Regions from separate parts of the Zea mays genome. Here region 2 is linked to region 1. A link is a contact called in public Hi-C data. All regions are on one chromosome and are shown on one strand. The core of a region is the stretch at or near the end of the contact, and the rest is flanking DNA. Distances in the headings are between cores, read along the strand shown.

What was found. Hi-C and Micro-C count contacts between places; a contact is called where the count stands out from the background.
Region 2: a Hi-C map of ear shows a contact between it and region 1, with 1.5 times the contacts expected there. The contact joins the promoter of LOC103636504 here to the promoter of LOC103637535 in region 1. A contact is called at or near these places in 3 of 25 Hi-C or Micro-C datasets (ear, endosperm and leaf).

The regions. Positions count from the first base shown.
Region 1 is chr8:174,861,053-174,868,068 of Zm-B73-REFERENCE-NAM-5.0, forward strand. It overlaps LOC103637535, which reads right to left and starts at 2,447. Exons shown (of 5, transcript XM_020543238.1): 1 at 2,400-2,447; 2 at 2,256-2,319; 3 at 1,674-2,172. The coding sequence starts at 2,447. It overlaps LOC103636503 (ultraviolet-B receptor UVR8), which reads right to left. Exons shown (of 11, transcript XM_008658845.3): 8 at 5,516-5,698; 9 at 5,297-5,387; 10 at 4,624-4,667; 11 at 4,190-4,536. The coding sequence ends at 4,414.
Region 2 is chr8:174,999,205-175,006,220 of Zm-B73-REFERENCE-NAM-5.0, forward strand. LOC103636504 reads right to left here and starts at 3,238. Exons shown (of 4, transcript NM_001365402.1): 1 at 2,539-3,238; 2 at 2,109-2,441; 3 at 1,887-1,992; 4 at 1,309-1,809. The coding sequence starts at 2,976. The coding sequence ends at 1,445.

The sequences.
Region 1 (7,016 bases), core at 1,197-3,696:
GAATCGCCGTACAATTAAGAGGGATCCGCAATGGTTAAGTAAGTTATGCAATGAGCTAAGTTCAAAACCTTTTGAAAACATCTTTGAGAACATTTTTCCAGATCATGAATGCCCTTGAGAAAGACCAATTTTACTTCCCACAAAAACACCACTTTTGTCCTCCTCAAAACACTCAAAATTTGGTTTCAGCCCTAAAAACCGGTTCAACCGGTCCTGAAACCGGTTCAACCGGTTTTGGGACTATTCCTCTGCCACCCCTGCTCTGACCTGTCTGACAGTCAGAGCTGTCAGAAAAAGTCGTTGCAGATCTTTTGGGAAAACCGGTTTAACCGGATTTTTCTCTTACTCAACCGGTTTTGAAACCGGTCGAGTCTCCGGCTGAGTAGGTTAGTGAACCGGGATCCCCCTGGTAGAAACCGGTTCAACCGGTCTGAAAACCGGTTCAACCGGTTTTTACTCTTTTTCTCCCAACGGCTGCCAGCTTTTGGGGGATCCTTTATATAACCCCTCACACTCTCTCTCTCATTTACTTCTGCTCCTCCCACGAAATCTTGGTTGACCAAACTCTCAACAAGTGCATTCATTTCACCTTTCACACCCGCAATCACATCTCCTTCAATCGCTTGAAGGATCCTTGGTGTGAGGTGAACTCGATCTAACACGCTGTCATTTTCATCTCGATTCTCCTATTCTCTTTGTTCTTGAGCTCGTTGCAAACTTAACCTTGTGCGGATTTGTTACTCTTGGAACCTTGCGTTCCTTGACGGTTAGAGGTTGCTTGGGAGTCTCCAAATTTGTGGACGACCCCAAGAAGTTTGTATCACCCGCTCTTTGAGCATATTTGAGAAGAGATTGCCTTGACCTTTGTGGTCGGTTTGTGGAGGATTAGGGTTGGAAAAGACCCGGCCCTTTGTGGGCTCCTCAACGAGGAGTAGGACACCTTTGTGGTGGTTGCCGAACCTCGGGTTATATCGCGTGTTCTTGTGTGTTCTTGTTAAGCACTTTAAATTTGTTGGTTGGTTCATATTATCTATTCGAGTAGATCTTGCGTAGGGCAAGTCATTAGCAAAATCTTTCACTACTTCGTAATATTTGTTTATCTAAGTTGAGCAGGTTCAAACTTGTTCAGTTGTGAACAAAATCAACTGAAGCGGATTGCACCAGTGCAACTTTAATTTAACCTTTCTCGAAGTTTTTAGTGAAAAAATTCAGGTGTAGCCTATTCACCCCCCCCCCCCCTCTAGGCTACTTTCAGTAATAGCATAAAACATTGTTCACATTGCAATAACAAGATAATTGAATGATCAAATATTAACACAAGTGCAAGCAGCTAGATGGAGGCAAAGCAGAAGGCAGTGGAACAGTTGGATAAGAGATTGGGGAAGTTGCTACAGTAGGGAATAAAGTTTGTTGTAGTTGGTTTAATTGGTTTGCAATATTCCATACTCATTTAACTATGTATCTGCTCATAAGGCCATGGGTTTAGAAAGGTGAGGCATACCTATGTTTGCACCGAAGCCATCAGTCACACCTTGTCCATCTCTCAGGTAGATGTAATCCTACTGAAATTAGAAAGCAAGTAAATACACAAGTTTTTTTCCAGACTTTACAATTGTTTTTAGAGAGGATGGAAGGGCATATATATATATATATATATATATATATATATATACCTTATCTTCCTCCGAAGCCAAATCAGCCGCACGTTGTGAATTATTAGCTTCAGAAACATCTCTCGATTCAATTCATTCTCGAACACCTCTGCTGCAATGGCCTTCTCCTCATCTGTCAACTCCTCCATAGCTTCAAATATGTGGACACACCTATCCATAGACTCCTCTCCACGACTCTTCTTCTCAAGGAACGCCTCCATAGTCTTATCTGTTTGGTTCTTCTTGTGCTCCAAATAGTCATCCAAAACACTTGCAACTTGACTTTTCTTCCTCTTTTTCCCGCTTCCATGTACTGACGTACCGGAAGGTGGTGACTGAACTTCACAAGCCTCACTACCCACACTTGGTCCAGCAACATTAGTCTCACTGCCCACACTTGGTCGAGCAACATTGATCTCGCTGCCCGCTCTTGGTACATGTTGCACTGGTTCATTAACAGATGCTACATGTAGCATCGGTTCAGTAGAAGTGAAACTCATGTCACCTCTAGCAATGCTCCCTGTAAAAAAAGTCAAAGTATTTCTCCTTAAAAACTCATATCAGTTTAGTAGAAGTCAGAAAGATATGACTTTACCTTCATACAAGGCCTCACAGCTCCTAAACAGAGGAAACCATTCTTGCGATGCTTCTTTAATTTGGGGAATTTCTGTTGAATACAACATATATTTAGTACGAAGGCATGTTTTGGAATGATACTACATTGTCAAAAGAGAGAGAATAACTTACACGTGCACACTTCTCCCACAAATTTGGTTCAGCTGATATCATCCCCATAGTCTCATTCCATCCTACACCACTCTCATTCTTTGCGTTGCTTATGGCCTTGTAGCTTGCTTTCAAATCTTTCTCCTTGTCTTGAAGTTGTTGCTTTGTAAAATGTGCTGAGGGGAATTTCTCATTGAACTTACAAGTGATGCTTCTCCAACCATCTGAGTTCCAACCATTTTGTCCCTTAAATCGGGCATCAACCTTGTGCTCAGTTAATACTTCAATTAAACCCTTCTCATATAAGAAGTTCTAATTCGCCCTAGATGCTTCCTCTGCCATTACTATTTTAAATTACACATAAAAATTAAATTGTGTGCAAGAAGTACATAAATAAGATACAAATATTAGGTGCATCAAGTACATAAATAACGATACAAGTGCTATCACATCAACTAAACATTATGTACAACCCACATCTGCATCGCAATGTCATCCCTTAAATTGTTTCCATCAACAGACTCTGAGCCGGTAGGGTAGTTGACTTCTCCCTCCGGGACATCGACATATTGAGACGGTTCAATGTTGCTTGGGAGGTGATCTAGCCACTCTTCTTGGCCATTATGTTGTTTAATTACATTATGAAAGACAGCTGCTGCCGCTGGAATCTTAACCTGAGACTGAATAGGATTGAAGGTTCCAACTTTTAGAATAGGAAACCTCTTCTTCAAGACACCTATAGCCCTCTCTATATGGTTTCGAAGGATTGCATGGCGATGGTTAAAGAGCTCTTTGTAGTTGGCATAGGAACGTCGACTCCTAAACTCGCTTAAGTGGTACCGAACTCCTCGATAAGGGGCAATGAATGATGTTGTATTTGCATATCCACCATCGACAAGATAAAACTTTCCTTCTGGCACATGGAATCCTCTGCCAAGTGCTGAACGAAGAACCCCAGCATCTGATGCGGATCCTTCCCATCCACACGAAATGAAGGTAAAGTTTAGATCAAAATCGCAAGCTACCATAACATTATGGGATAAAGACCCTTTCCTATTTCTGTATGGAGCGGCCTTGTCTTCTGAAATAGTGATGGAATATGAGTACCGTCTATGGCACCAATGCAATTCTGCATGTTAGGAAAGAGACAATTAGAGGCATAAAAACCTAAGAAGGACCAACAGAGGAGGGAGGTCCGCGCGCCAGCGATGGACAGAAGCCAAAAAGGGTGGAAGCTCACCATATCTGCGTCTTCTTCCTCAGATCCGTGGGTGAGACGGCGGCGGCTGGATCTAGAAGAGGAGGCGAGACAGGGAGTAGCGTCTTCTTTCTCAGCGGTCAACCCTCGAATCCACGTCTTCTTCCTCAGAGGCGGTGGGCGAGGCAGGTGGCGACGGCGGTGGCTGAGGGCTGTGGCGGCTGAATCGAAAGAAGGAGACGAGACGGGAAGTGGAGCTGGAGCCTCGGCGAGTGTTGCGTGTCCGGCCTTCGGAGGCGTGTTTTCTCCACCCGTGAAAACCGGTCCCAGCACAGGTGATACTTTCCCCTCCCGTGGGCTTCCAAACGCCACATAGCTCACACAGGTATTTTCCCACACGGGTACTGGACGACATGGGTTTACCGGTTATGAGGCTCCCAAACGAGCCCTAATGATATCGATGTCAAATCCATCTTCTGTAACGAGGATCACGTCCGTCCGGAGTTAGCAATCACGTAAACCGGTTACCCTGTCTTGCATTGTTGCTTGTGGAAAATTTTCCACTACTAGCAATGGAGCAGCAGCGTAACCTGTCAAGAGTTGTAGATCCCAGTTTCGAGCACAATTTGTCGAGGCAAGCCTATTCAACTGTATACGCAGTGCGATACAAGCTTTCGTCTACGTCGCACAGGTCGAAGAGCGCACCGCAAAGAATGAATACACATATCTGTATGCACTGCCATGTATGTACACGATGAAATGCAGCATCACCGTACCTGCACGAGCCTACAAGTTCCTAACAAAATTGTCAATCTAAGGTAATTTCTTTGTCAGGTTTCAAGCAGGCGACTCCGCGAGCACCAAGGTGTGCCACCAGCCACATGATACGTTTAGCGGGTGGTAAGCGTCCACACGTACACTGCAAGGCACGTTCCTGTCCATTGAGTCGCCAAGGCCAAGCTGCATAAACGACCACAGATTCGATAGACCACAGCTAATTTTACAATCCAATATGTTTATGCAAAAGGTATGTTAAGGGGCACCCACCTGGCCATACTTGTTCCATCCCCAGCAGAATACCTCACCTTCATCTGCAATAGTTGTGTAACCCTTGTCAGATGGAAAAACTTATTGGTAATATAGATAGTTAACCCCTTTCCATTTCTATGGACACATTTTTTTCCACCACCTTAGGGCTTGTTAGTTTTGCTCTCAATCCATGTGGATTGAGTGGGTTTAATTCCCAAACAAGTCTAAATCTTTCATATTTTTTTCTAATCCTATACAATCCATATGGGATAGGAATAAATGAATAAGGCCTTAGTTCTGCCCCTGGTCTACTTCCAGTAAACCTGAGGGATCAGTATGTATCCTTGTGATGCTTCTACCGGTTCAACTTGGCAAGAATAACTTAATGAAATAATCAAAAGAAGAAAAATCTACTCGTGAGTTGCTCAATGATAAATCAGTTCAGTCACTGATTAACACAGAACGTTTTGTTCTCGATACAAATGAGAGCATCCAAGGATGAGGTAACGTTAGGTCCATTTGCAGCAAGGCAATCGTCGTATATAATAAAGCTAATAGCAAGATACAAGTAAATGAAGATCAGTACTCATATAAACCTACATAAGTAGTGTAGTTATGTAAGAAAAGCAAATGTGCATACAAGATGACACAATTGAGATCCCCATAAACAAACATTCGAACTAAAAGTTACCTGTTATAATAGCACTATGGCGAGCTCCACAAGAAACGGATCTGGCGTTCTTATTCTCCAGGCTTGTAGCATCTACCAATTTTGGAAGAGTCTGCATTGAAATACAAAGATGCCAAATGTCATCAGATAGGTGGATATCATCCAAAACTAACGGCATCTCTATGGACCAAAAAAGTATGTTGACTATAGTGGCATCTATTAACATCGAAAACTTTATACCTCAGCCTGATCAGAACCAGTGCCAAGCTGTCCAAACTGGTTTCCTCCAAACGAATACACATCACCATCTACAGATGTACATACAGTGTGCCACAAACCTGCGGCAACATCTTGCATCTTGATTCCCAGGATAGACGATACACACGTTGGACTTAAAACATCATCTGTATTCCCTTGTCCACACTAAAGAAGAAAGAGCACGGTTGTGAAAAATAAAGCACATTGGTACGGAAGAATCCCATGTAACATATAAAGCAAATTAAATTGATGCACCCAGCAAAACGTGCCATTAAAAAAAGAAAACTGTGAAAATATGGTATCCATCGTTTTTAATAATACAAATTTCAACATATACATACCGACTACCAATGATTTCAAGTCGTCCGACTAATCGCGATTAATCGCGATTAGTCGGGCTGGTCGGTATTTAGTGCACGATTTGGTGGACGACTCGACTAGACAACCTAGTCGTCCTGGTCGTCCGACTAATCGTCGACTAGGGCGACTAGTCGTCCGACTTGTGTGACCTGGTCGTCCTGGCTAGGGTTCAGTTATTGGGCCTTTTTTTAGCCCATCTACAGTGATTGGAAGTCTCCTCTCCTCCCCTATTCTACCCTAGCCGCCAACACTGGCTCTTTGCACGTCTCCTCTGTCCTCTCCTCTCCTCTCTTGCACCGCCCCTGCCTCTCCTCTCTTGCACCGCCCTTGCAGTCCTGGACACCGGCGGGCGGCGGTACAGCACCCTGCGTCCCTGCCCCTTCTCCTGGAGTCCTGCAGCCTGCTGCACTACTGCAGTCTCCAACCGACTGTGGCTGCAAACCAGTGGCGAGATGAGCACATCATCTGAAGGTCCCTCCTGCTCCCTCCACTTCTCTCCCTTCTTTGTACTGCATGTAGTGGATGGTTGCTGACTTGCTGTTGTCCCTCCTGCTCCCCCAGTTCAACCAATGCTGTGTTGCTGGCCAGCTGCCCTATACAGAGTTTGTTGCTGGTCGTGCACTAGTCTAGGACGACCAGGGACCGACTAGGACCGACTAGGGGTCAACTAGTCGCCCTAGTCGTCGCCTAATCGCGACTAGTCGCCTGGTCGGTCCTAGGGTTCGACCAGGCGACTAGGCGACTTGAAATCATTGCCGACTACTAATAATACAAATTTCAACATATATATACAGACTACAAATAACGATATAAAGGAATTACACCCTCCGTCCCAGTATACTAGCCGTTTTAGGGCCTTTTTTGTCCATATTCAAATTGATGAAAATGAACCTAGACATATATAAAACATATACATCAAATATTGTATGAATCTATTAACACCCTAAAACGAATACTATTTTTGGGAAGGAGGGAGTATTATTTATCACATGGGTTTGGAGTGAACTATGTGACAATTCGAAACAATATCAAGATTACTATATTCTCCATACACAAATGAAGGTGTCAGTTCTTGTCATAACTAATTCCTGTACTCAATGAACTAGTTGAATCATTGACACAA
Region 2 (7,016 bases), core at 1,988-4,487, 140 kb after region 1:
TGGAACGAAATTACCCTGGAAATGCTGGGTTTGAAAATGTTTTTTTAAAAGAATACAGTAAAACATTTTATGGTACAAAAATACTACAGTATTTTTATAAACCAGAATATTGCCTAAAAACTATAAAATTTACTTTGTTTTTTAAACGCGTCCTAAAGGATTGGATGTGGACGGGAGCGGACGCTCGGATGGCATGCTGCAAAAGAGCATGCAGCAACGCCAGGAGCGTTCAAGGTCCGCCGCTTTTCGATAGCACGATAGTCGATGGCTCTCCTCTCTTTCCCGTCACAGTTCCTTCGAGATGGAGTAGACCGATAGCCCATAGCCGCACATATCATGGGATATCTTCCCTTGCTAGATCTCCGACGGGGACGCGCTCGCTGTTGTGTCAATTCTACAGCCGGCTCGCCGGCCCAGCCCAGACGTGCCCGGCACTTCGTGGGACGACCGAACTACCGGAGAGAGGGGCTGTTGCGTTTGCGTCTCCATAACTCCCTCCCCGGCGGCTCGCCTTGCCCCTGCGCCAACGGCAACCGCCGATATTCGTGGGAGCTTGGCATGCGGCCCGCCGGCACGGTGCGGGAGGACGCGTAACGGATACGGGCATCAACCAATAATTGAACACAGTCACTCGCCGACCATGGCACCGTGCTACGCTACGGGGTCTCCGACACCCCGGAACACCCAGCTCCTGTCAACCAGCCGCGCCATGTGCGAGCGGCGCGCCCCGCCGTAGCACTCCAGACTCCAGAGGAGTACCAAAAGGCGCGGCGCAGGCCTCGATAATGGCTTCAACAGCGCCTGACCCGACCGGTCGATCGCCCAACGGACAGTCGGACAAAGGCAAATGCTCTGTCGCCTCGCCGCCCACGCACGACGCCGCGGGCGAAAGGTAACCATTGATCGTGGGTCGTCGCATCATTCAGGCCCAGGCCGCCCCTGTGGAAAGATGCCCGTTTCTCATTTCCGTAAACGAGAACTTCGGAGCATTTCCCTTCACTCGATAGACGACGGGCCCACACCCCACAGATAGATCAGCATCTTGCCGTGCCTTTGTTAATCCGTCTCCGAATCCTACCGCCTGCCTGGGCCAACCAATCGCAATCTGCTCCCGCTAAACGTGGTCTTAGCGCCAATTTCTACACCAATCGCCCCGTTAATCTACTTCAGTCAAAGAATGGAATCAGCACTTTTTAGCGCGTTAATCGACGGCCAAAAAAAGCTATGATTAACGATTACCACTACCTTGTGCATCTGTGTGCAATTCGATGTTCTATTTCCTTGGTCCGACTGGCTTTTAATTCCTCGTTTGAGAGAAGAAAAGCGTCTGGTTGGTAACTACTACAGTATTAATACTAAACCAAAACAGAACCTAAAAGTATGGAAGAAAACGGGGGAGAAATTAGCTTGGATTCCAAGAGGGCTAAAAAGGAAGGAAGGCAAATCATATCCCCCGGCGGAGATCCACGACGACCACGCTAACATTATCGGCGCTCCGCCGGGCCAGCGCCAGCTTCGCCAGCAGCATGGCCGCGTCGGAGCACGCCTTGTCGGAATCCTCCACGCTCACGCCCTTGGCGGCCGCGGATCCGTTCTCGGCTGCCCGGAGGGCCGCGCCGTTCGCCCGAGCGGCCGGCGCCGGCGGACCGTTGCTGTGGAAGCACGCGCGGACGACCTCGCACGCCATCTCGTTGGTCACGACGTCCCACAGGCCGTCGCTGGCCAGGATCAGGCACTCGTCGTCGTCGGTGCGCTCCGTCACCGTTACCTCCGGCTCCGACGACACGAACGGCTTCAGGTATCCGTCGCCTGCACGCGCGCGCATAAACCCGTCAGTTCAAGTCCAACGAGTGGACCCAAAACGACCCCGAATGAGCCCAGCTCACCTATGGCTCGAGACATGGCGAGGACGCCGAGAACACGAGCACCGTCCCAGTAAATGACGCGGCCGCCCGCCGCCTTGATGCGCGCCAGCTCGTCAGGCCGGTCAGGCTGAACGAATCAGGAAGTTGAGCACGTCAGGCTCACGGACAGGCGACGAAGACGCGGGGAGGGGACAGGGGAGGAGGCGCAGCGCCCTCAGCCCCGTGATGCACGAGTATACAGACCTTGTGGTCGACGGACAGCGGAACGGGGACGCCGGCGCGGGATAGGACGGCGCGGGAGTCGCCGGCGTTGGCGACGACAACGTGGGTGGGGCTGACGACGGCGACCACGGCGGTGGACCCCACGTGATCGCAACGCAAGGGCTTCTGCTGCTCGCACCTGCAGGAGGGCTCGTCGCGGCTGCGGCTGGTCGCCCAGCTGGCGGCCTGCTCGTCCAGTCGCGCGAAGCTCCTCTCCATCACGGCCTTCCACGCCGTCTCTTCGCCAGAACAATCTGCCTTCCTGTGCTCGTCCGCGACCACCTCGTGCATCATGTTCTGGCACATGGTTGCTACCTACAGCAAAAGCGCGAAACTGCGATCAGCATACAGAACTCCGCAAAAGGGATTTAAACTCCTAGATGCGCGCGCGTCGTGTACGAGTATGGCGTACGTGGGAGCAGCCGTGGCCGTCGAAGACGCCGAAGAAGTGCTGTTTGCTGGTGCCGGGCACAAAGTCCGGCCTAACGGAGACCGTGTCCTCCATCTCGCGGCGTCGGCCGCAGACGGAGGTGACCCCGTACCTGGGCAACCGCTCCGGTAGGGCAGGCCTGTCGGAGTCCGAGCCCGAGCCTGAGCCCGCGTCGGGGCAGGTGCTGGACAGCGTGCGCGCCAGCCTCTGCCGCTTGGCGGCGCGGACGTCCTCCGCGACCGGCGCCTCGGGATCGCCCGCGACGCGGAACCTCCTCATCTCCAACCTGCGTCGCCTCCTCTCTAACGCCGAGGAGGCCACTGCCACGGCGGCGGCCGCAGCGGCCGTGGCGGAGACTGAAGCCGCAGCCACGGCGGTCGCCGGCGTGGACTTGGCTTCTTCGCAGCAGATCTCGGCCATTGGAGGCGAGAGCAAGCGGCTGCCTCCCAGAAAGGCGCGTACAGGCGCGTCTGGCAAAGCCAAAGGCCTCTCTAGATTAACCCTCGGATATTGGCGAGAGGCCTAAACGAAGCACGCTACGCTTCCCACGCGAAGCAACGCAGGCGACGCCCTCCTCCTCCACTCCGTCCCCCGGAAATGGATGCAATGGCAAAATAGCAGCAGCAGGACAGCAGCGCGGGCGCGAGGCGAAACGAGCACGAATGCTTCGTGGGGGCAGTACAAGAGAGGCGAGGCGAGGCGGGCAGGGGCAGCCGGGCAGGGGGGCCGTCGCCGTCACGGGCAGCGCCTCGACACGTACAGCTGTTGCGACGTGCTCCTGGTCCGGCGCACCGGGGCCGTCCGTCCCGGCAGGATCCGGACGCGTGCCGGTATCTTGCTCAGCGCGATCGACACGTGGTGTGCATCGGCCACCGAGGCGGGCGAGGTGCGGGCCCACGAGGAAGTTTGATGGTGTGTTTATCGCCTAATCCCTGTGCTGCACACACGTGGCGCTCCTGGGGTGGGTGGGGCAGTCCGCCTCGGCAGCTGATTTATTGATGCCTACTATTGCGGTCCCCACCACATGGGTTCTGTCTCTCGGGCTGCCCAGAAAAATATCCGGACTCCACAGTAGTACGTACTCTTCCCTACCGCTCTTTGTTCAGGATTCGATGACATGTGGGGACTGGCTGAAGCGTCGCCCACCTGCCAGCGAGAAAGAGAGTCTCAGGGCGGGAGCACGAGGGAACGGGTGTAGTGATGGAGAAGGGACACGTGGTTGGGGCGGTCGCAATCAGTGGGAAGGTGGTCGGTCGCGGTACCGGTGGACACGTGTACAGGGCTTGCGTGGGGGGAGGCGGGCCGGCGAGCGGTGGTTGGGCGCTGGCGTGGCCACGATGGGGGCGAGGGGAGGTGAACCTGGGAAAAAGCGAGGCGCACGCAGATAGGAGCCACGCCGTGCAGAGATGAGAGAACTGCCGCTGCAAGATGCAGGGGGCGCGGCCGGCCGCGGCTGACAGTCCGGTGTGCGGTGTGCCGCACGTTGCGGGCTTGCTGGTGCCTGCCAGTGCCGAGCGGCGGTGGCCCGGTGCACTGCATGCGGGCAGGCGCCGAATGGGGGGCAGCTGGTGCATGCTGAGTCACCGCTCGTCGGCTCGGTTCGGTATGGGGGAAACTCGGGCCGGCGCGCACTTCCACGGCGCCGCGAACACGCGTCATTTTGGTTGGTAACCGTACACAGTAGCTCGGCGCATGTACGTACTACCAGGTACGTACTGGTAATAGAGTGGTCGCTGCAGCAGGTAGTACCTGCGGTCTGTCAGTGAAGTGGTAAAGCAGCCTGTGTAAGGGCTGCAACCACAGTGATCGCCATTCTTTTCGTGCTCGCTTCGGATTTGCTATGATATGGCAAGCATGACAATGAAAGCGGGTGAAATCAGATCAGCCGGCTATGTTTGAAGAGTCTATTATTCACCACGATACATATGGTTTGAGATAGATTATATATAAATTAGTTTAATTTACGCCTCAATTGTCTTTAACTCATGTGTATTTGGATGAATAATAGAGTATCCAAATAAGCTCTCAATGCGCGTCGATAAAATTACTCTCATTTCATTATCGGGTGCGGGACTGTTGTGTAGATGCACCACGTATGCGAGTATATGTCGTAGCGCGTTACCTGTTTATGATGCCCGTTTGCAAGTCGTACAAGTCAATTTCTTGGTGGCGTCTCTGGCGTGGTAAACGTTTCCTCGCTCTTTCAGGCTTGCACGCAGAGAACTAAAAAACACACCTACTCCGTCATGCATGTATACAGTATACTCCTACATGCAATCGATGCCACTCTGCTTGAAAGAAACAACTGCCATCATGCGGCAACGGCGTGACGTGTGGACAAAGGGGACGAACGCTGGAGAAGAATTTTGGCCTGAAAAGAACATGGCTGACGCCCTTGAAAATCACTATCAGTGGCGAACTGACGATGCAGGACTGCCTTACCTCTTGCTTTCTCTACTAGGAACTCTGTTTAGTTTCCGATCCATAGAGGAAAACACCGCCCTTATGCTTGTGCCTTCATTTCTGATGGACAACTGGAACCAAACGTATGAGCAAACATCTCGCTGAGTGCTACCCAACCTCTTTTCTCATTCTCCACATATTGGCATGTCTTTATCTCAATCAGTTTCTCAATTCTAAGAGCTAATTTGGAAATCCCATTTTTCCAAGAAATTTCTATTTTAAGATAGCACGAATATATTGTCTCTCGGTTTCCAAAACCACGACACCGCTATTCTAAGATAGCATTATGTGTTTACGAGGATGCTATAAAGCAAAAGTAGATATCCACACTTGAACATTAAATTATTAGAGAGAAATTCTAATGCAAAACGTGAGGACTAAACCCAGGAGGAAAAGACAGAGAAAAACAAAACAAAGAAAGAATATGGTACAAAAGAGAAAGAAAGAAAGAAAAAAGAGCACATTAAGCACCAAATTTCAATTTTTATGTGGATCATCTATTTCTCAAACGAGACGGACAGAGCTGCCCACGATATTAAAAATAAGAAAGTTAAATATAGATGGGTACTGTACAGGCACAACTGAAGCATAGAACAAAACTAAACAACAATGAAGCTCAAGACCTCAGCCTTAAAAGTAAAATAAAAATCTCAGTTCAATCAAGATGAAAGAGACGAGAAAGCTGTTTTGCTTCCGTTGTGATCAAAAGCCTGCCTCATACTGTATTTAATGTTGTGCATAACGCTATAGTTTGTGGATTCAGTCTGCTTAACTATATAACATGTTGTTTCTCTCCTTCCATACCTGAGTGACGAGTATTGTCAAGGATCAAAGCCTCCCTTGCTCGTGCTTTGAACTCAAAATGGATTTGATAGTATTGAGTTTTTGCATACACTTTGAGAAGAAAAAAAAACGAGAAAGCAAATGTCCTGCTGAAATTGGGATTGTCAAGAGCATTAGTCCCATCAGAGGTCTTTCTATATCTCCATCAGGCCTTGTTCGGTTAATCCCTTTATCTATGCATTGGACGGGATTCGAAAAAATTATGAAGAAATTTAACTTGCTTTGGATTTAAACCCACCCAATCTCACTCAATCCACATGGATTAAGAGCTAACCGAACAAGCCTTAAGTTGAGTCACCTTGCAGGTTAGATCCCAAGTTCCCCAGCATCGGCCCGCCCAAGGTTATGGTCATCGACTCGAATTGACATACTCCCTTTATTCAGTCCCTCCAAGACAAGACACTGCCACCAATTAAAACAGGTATTCCATCTCTAAGGACAGGGCATGTACAATGAGTGTCTTAAGTTGTGTCTTGGAGTGTGTTTAGTGGGATGATTGTAAAAAAACTCAAGACATGTATCTTGACGAAGACACTGTGTCTTAGCTTTATGTTCGAGACAAGAGACCAGCTGATTGATCACTTTAATTTATTGAATACTCTGATTAGTACAATAAATATGGTAAGACATATGTTTTAGACATGACCACTGTATTATGTTATGTTTTAGTTGTGTCTTATACTTGGAGTACCGTGCAGCAGTGTTTAGGTTGTACATGCCCTAATGCAAGGCCAAAACTTATGCAATGATTAATGACGAGGTATATAGAAAGAGTGCCTCGTGAATTGTAATGAGATGTGCGTTGACCAGTGAGGGAAAGCATCAATTACTCGAAGACATTCATTCCGACATTTGTGGTAATCATGTACGAGCTAGGACAATTATGTGAAAGACTTTTTGACAAGTAGTATCCAGTGCAAAGGATATTGTGCGTGGCCATCAGTAGTACCCTCAACAGATTAACAAGAATTTTTTATAAGGCAGATTAACAAAATACTAAAAAGAATTGGATATATACAAGCCTAGCCCATGATTTATGGGCGTCAAGATGCATACAGCAATGACCTAACGGGCTAATGGCTTTTGTAAAACGGCCTGTACAGAATATTAGGCCCATTGGTTCTACTTGTTCCGGCGAAGCAACACTGTTGGCC